Regions from separate parts of the Oryctolagus cuniculus genome. Here region 2 is linked to region 1. The links are chromatin contacts, called in public Hi-C maps. All regions are on one chromosome and are shown on one strand. The core of a region is the stretch at or near the end of the contact, and the rest is flanking DNA. Distances in the headings are between cores, read along the strand shown. Region 1 holds the start of ZNRF1 (zinc and ring finger 1). Region 2 overlaps ZNRF1 (zinc and ring finger 1).

What was found. A called contact is a pair of places that touch in the nucleus more often than the background predicts.
Region 2: a contact with region 1 is called in a Hi-C map of an unstated tissue, with 2.5 times the contacts expected there. The contact joins the enhancer-like site here to the promoter of ZNRF1 in region 1. A contact is called at or near these places in 2 of 6 Hi-C or Micro-C datasets (liver and an unstated tissue).

What each region holds. Positions count from the first base shown.
Region 1 is chr18:57,475,185-57,478,071 of mOryCun1.1, reverse strand. It overlaps ZNRF1 (zinc and ring finger 1), which reads right to left and starts at 1,616. Exons shown (of 5, transcript XM_070062745.1): 1 at 558-1,616. The coding sequence starts at 984.
Region 2 is chr18:57,553,647-57,556,346 of mOryCun1.1, reverse strand. All of the region lies in intron 1 of ZNRF1 (zinc and ring finger 1), which reads right to left. Among named protein-coding and RNA genes, the nearest start is that of LDHD, 50 kb to the left of the region's middle. Within about 2 kb of position 1,431, at least 5 of the 8 cell types and tissues checked have an H3K27ac peak or open chromatin away from gene starts, as enhancers often do.

The DNA of each region.
Region 1 (2,887 bases), core at 367-2,866:
GTGCCAGCCGCCTGCCAGCTGCTCCATTTTTAGCAATTCAAACAGATTTCCAGCCGGGTGGCAAAACGGGGCACCCCACCCTCTCTCAGCCAGGGCGAGGGCCCTAATCCAAGCACCACTTGCCCCCAGTTTCATTTCTTCTCACACTCTTTGTCTCTTTTCACACTCTTCCACCGCTTGGTGGGAGCGGATCCAGCTGTCTGCTAACGGTGAGGCGGGCACCGTGCTGCAAAGGCAGGAACGAAGCACCCAAGCAGACTTGCTGAAAAGCCAGACAAGCCCTCTTCTCCGAGCAAGGAGATGCCGATAAAGGGGACTTCCACAGGCAGGTTTCACTCTGCCCATCCACAAGCGAACACATGCCTGGAGTCCTGCAGCCTCGCAGACAGCCACTCATCTACAGGGTGGGGACCCATTCATCCCTTGGCACCAAGAACCCAAAGAAAGGCTGACACATGCAGGTCGCATACTCCGTATCCAAACCTCGGAGCGCGCGAAGGTTTGGGGCGCCCTCTTTGCACTCCACCCTCTGAGGCCTCCACCACCCGTGGACTCACCACTGTGCGAGCTGAACCACCTGGGTGCGATGTGCAGAGGTAGAGCATCCGCCAGCGAGGCTCGGGAGCCCAGGTACAGCATCCCGTCTCTATGGTGACCGCCGCCAGTCTCCTGGTAACCATTGCCATGGGCAAAGGTGGAGTCGGACGCCGACCCTCCGCCGCCGCCGGGCGCCCTCTCGGAGTCGCCGGTGCCCCGGGAGGCGGGGGTGTAGAGGCCAAAGGGCACCCCGCCGGCCGTGCTGGGGTCCATGCCCATGCCCGCCACCGAGCTGACCGAACGGCTGCGCAGCCCCATGGCTCCGCCGCCCGTCCTGTAGTGCCCGAAGTGGGGCGCCCCTCCCGGCGGCGGCACGGCGCTGTCATCGGTGGAGACCCCCGGGAAAGGGCCTCGAGAGCGGGCTGCCGTGCTCTGCTTTCCCCCCATGCTCGCCCGGGCCCCGATGGGGCGGGAACCTGGGAGCCGAGACCCTCCCCCACTTCTCAGCAGCGGGGGGAGGGCTGGGCGAGCATAAAGGGGGAAGGAGTCAAAAAGGAGACCAGGAGGGGGAAAAGGGAAAAAAAGGAAAAGAAAAAAGAAAAAAAAAATTCCCGCGGGGAGGAGAAGCAGGCGGGCAGGGACCTCAAACTAAGAATTTAAAACGATCCAAGCCAAACGCATGTTTCCCTTCAAGGTCCAAAGAGGCGCAGTCCGGCGCGGGCTCCGCGCGCCACAGGCCGCCCCCGGGCTCGGAAAGCCGGGCGAGCCGCAGGGAAGGAGGGAGGGAGGCGGCGGGCGGGCGCAGGGAGGCGCCGGAGGAGGCCGTCCGCCCCACAGGAGGCGGCGGCGGAGGGCTGGGGGCGCCGGGCGCGTCCCCCGCCTCAGGACGCGGCGACCATGGACGGCGGCCCGGACCCCTCAGGCCGCGGGAGGGCTCGGCGCTGGGCGGCCAGGCGGAGCTCTGGAAGCCGCGGTCGCGTCGCGTCGCGCTCTGGCTCCAGCCGCCGCCGGCCCCGCCAGCCGCGCCGGCCCCTTGGTCCCGGGCAGCGCTCGCCGGCGCTCCTCGCCGCCGTGGAGACAATGGAGGGCGGCAGAGCGCAGGCGCGGCCCGCGCCCCCTCCCCCTCCCCCCCGCCGGGTTAACCCCTTCGCCGCCCCTGCGGCGCCCCGGCCGCGGCAGCCCCTGCGCTGCCCGGCCGCCCGCCCTCCTCCAGCGAGCCAGGGACGTGGATGGCCTGAGCCAGGGGACATCGGCCATGCAAGCAAGACGTCTTTCCCAAGCAAGCATTCGCAAAGAGGATAATTATTAAAGGGGGAAACCACTTATGGGGGAGGGGCGACCACGGTTCCAAGGGGTGGGAAGGGAACCCCGGGAAGAATGAAAATTATTCACTACGCCCACCTGGCTCTGAGGGTCACCGGTCGAGCTCCCCTCCCGGTCCAAATTTGCCCCCACAGCACCCTCTGGTGGACGTGGTGTCCAGTGTCTTGGAGGTTCCCCATCCAAGGACCCCAACATCGAGAAGCTTAGCATTTCGGGGTGTTCGCTGTTTCCAGATAAACAGCGCCCCGGGGCACTTGTGAATCCCAGGTTTTGCTGACATTAAATCAGAACTTCCTATCTGGGGCATTAAGCAGATGGGTCGATTCCTTTGCTAAAAAATGCAATGCTCAAAATCAATAAATTTATTATTAAAAATGGAAAGGTATAGACACGGAAAAAGAATATTTGGAAACTCCTTTGTCCAACACGGGAGCACTGTTTTGTTTGCCAAGCATTCTGGCATCCACCACAGGGTCAAGGACGCGGTAAGTACTCAGGTATTTGTTGACCCACCTGAATTTTGCAACCAAGAATGCCCTGTCCTTTTGTCACATAGTCACATCCATTCATTCATTGAGCAACGAGTTTTCAGGCACTAACTGCTGGCTCCGAGCACCATGATTTCCCACTTCTAAACCAAGAGCCAAAACAGGTTGTAAAAGAAAACCAAAAAGAACAGCTGGCTTTTGCCAGCATTTGGAGAGTGAACCAATGGGGTGAAAGCCCCCCTCTCTTTGTTCACTCTGCCTTTCAAGTAAATTTAAAAAAAAAATCCAGGTGAATGATCTAAAGAAAAATGGAAAAGCTTAAATTTAATCTAATTTCCTCCTAGGAGAAAAATTTTGAGGAATGAAGAGGGATGTTCAGATGCAGACACCAGATAGATCCCTCACAGACAGGCCCCGTCAGCGGCCTAAATACACACCACCAGATCCCTCACAGACAGGCCCCGTCGGCGGTCTAGATACACACCACCACCAGATCCCTCACAGAAACGCCCCGTCAGCAGTCTAGATACACACCACCA
Region 2 (2,700 bases), core at 182-2,681, 78 kb before region 1:
CACAGTGGCTTCCCCATTCAGACTTTCATACCATCCCCTGGTTTCCAAGGTTGATGGTGGTCTGGCTAATAATGTGTGGAAAGTCCAGATGATGAGCTATTAGCAGCCCACAAAAGGATAAAAGTTATTATAATTTATCCACACATTTTTTTTTCTTTTTCTTTTTTTTTTTTTTTTGACAGGCAGAGTGGACAGTGAGAGAGAGAGACAGAGAGAAAGGTCTTCCTTTGCCGTTGGTTCACCCTCCAATGGCCGCCGCGGCCGGCGCGTTGCGGCCAGCGCACCGCGCTGATCCGATGGCAGGAGCCAGGAGCCAGGTGCTTTTCCTGGTCTCCCATGGGGTGCAGGGCCCAAGCACCTGGGCCATCCTCCACTGCACTCCCTGGCCACAGCAGAGGGCTGGCCTGGAAGAGGGGCAACCGGGACAGAATCCGGCGCCCTGACCGGGACTAGAACCCGGTGTGCCGGCGCCGCTAGGCGGAGGATTAGCCTAGTGAGCCGCGGCGCCGGCCTATCCACACATTTTTAAAGCACCTTGTAGAACAGTGTATAGAGTGTGCCTCCCTCAGAAACAGAGAAACCCGCAGATGCCTGCATCACATGAGCAAGGCCATGCTTCTACACATGCACACTCGATGTTGCCAATGGCTACCTGGCCACCCACCAGTGACATGGCCTTATACATTGAACGCCCTGCAGCGTGTGATTTTGTTACAAGGGATTCAAATTACCTTCATAATAACAAAAACAAAAGAAAATTTTTAAAAATCAAGTCCCCTCAGTCCCCAAGCCCCACCCCAATTATCCTGGATATCAACTAAAAGTCATGGTGGCCAGGACTGCTGCTAGCAAGAAAGCACAACCCAGAGTCTGGGCTGGACCATGTGGCTCTGGCAGAAGCAGCCCTGGGGGAGTCTTGTCCATGGCAGTGGTGTAGGGCCACGTCCCCCAAAGGGGCTGCCCTACCGGCCCCAGCCCAGGGGCAGTGCGGGCAGAAGGTTCTACAATGAGAAGTGAGCAGCCACCCGAGGCTCTCGTGTCATCTTGCCTTCCCCCTTCTGTTTTCAGCTCCAGCTGCCTGCTTACCACACGTAATCCTCTCTGTATTACCAAGGCAATGTGATTGGTGTAATTTCTCACTCCATGAAAGCACATCTCCCTTCTCCTTTTGTGAAAGCACAGGACCTACTAAGCAGGGGCCACAGGCTCTCGAGATAAAGTGGGATCTATCCTCTTGCCCCCGCTTCTTCAGTTTGAGACCTGGGTTCTGCAGCCCAGCACACCCACACTGCTGTCCAGGGCCACCCTTGCTGGGCTGTGTGAGGGACACAGGACGGGCACACATGCTCGCTGGGGAGCGCACACACAAGACCAAGGCTGGCCGCGCAGTCAGTCCTTCCAAAAGGCTCCTCTGGTTCTCACTGACGCAAGGCACACAGGGTGCCAAGTATTGCAAGAATAGCTGAGTGCAGCCAGAAAAAGTCTTCATTCTCTCTCCATAGCAGCTCTGAGCCTGCTGCTCATTTAGCTTTTCCATCCACCCAGGAGGACGGTGGGAGGGGGAGGAGGAAAAGAAGAAAAGAACCTGGGCAGCAGCTCTCGTTTCTGGAGTCAGCCCACGTGCTGGGCACGGCCTAGGCACTTTGTTTGCATTATTACATTCAATCTTGTGGACCTTTGTTGGGTAGGATTATCACTCTCAATGTACAGATAGGGAGGTGAAGATCAGAAAACTATGAGTGACTTGAGCAAAGATCCCAACCAGGCAGTCCGAACTAGGGGCAACATGGAGAGAAATGCCCCAGGCAAGGCAGGAGGTGGGGAGGAGTACCCAAACCAAAATGCAGACTTGTTCCTCTCCTCCAGTCAAAACAGAGCAACTGAGTTTGTATTTAAAATCAGGCCCTGTCTCAAAGATTAGCTAATGGGAGACTCAAGGTAGGGGAAAGTTCTAGAAAGAATATTCCTATATTCCTTGGGGGTGATCTAGAAACACATAAGCAGGACTGTAAGAAATACGGGGGATGGAGCCCTGGGTTTTAACACAAATCCTAAGGCGGGAGATCATCTCCAATCCCTCTCCCTGCTGAGGGAAGCAGATGCACCCAGGGAGGTCCCAGCCACTTCCCCTCCTTCAACGCTGGACAAAAGCAGCCACTGCTTTGTGTCTGGAGTTCTCCCCCTTTTCACTCTCCTCTGGCTGAAATGGGTCCTTCTTGATCCCTGAGCTGAGCGGCAGGGGGCAGGGTCTGCAAGCCACAGCTGCAGGACATCAGAGTCCACAAAAGGATTCAAACTCTGCGTAGCCCACTCGAAACCACCAGCATGCGGTCTGCCTTCATTTAGAGGAGATTCAAACATTCTAGAGTGGATCAAGATCTTCACACTAACATTTAAAACACAAACAAAACACCACCATGTTGTTTCTAAGCTACATCACACGTACACCTCACAGTGGCAAATGCTGAACACTGGTGAAACACCACAGCAGGGCGGAGGTGGGAGGGGCGAGAGATGAGCCAGGATAAGGTGAAAGTAAAGCCAGGTGGAGCCCGGCTGTCTGGGGTCGGACTGGGATTCCTTCCACTGCAATCGAGGCTGCAATCTACGCCTCACCTCCAGGAACTACATCACCTACGTCCACCTAGGCCAGGCTGGAGGCATCCTGCTCACCTATCAGGGCGTGAGGAAGGAGACACT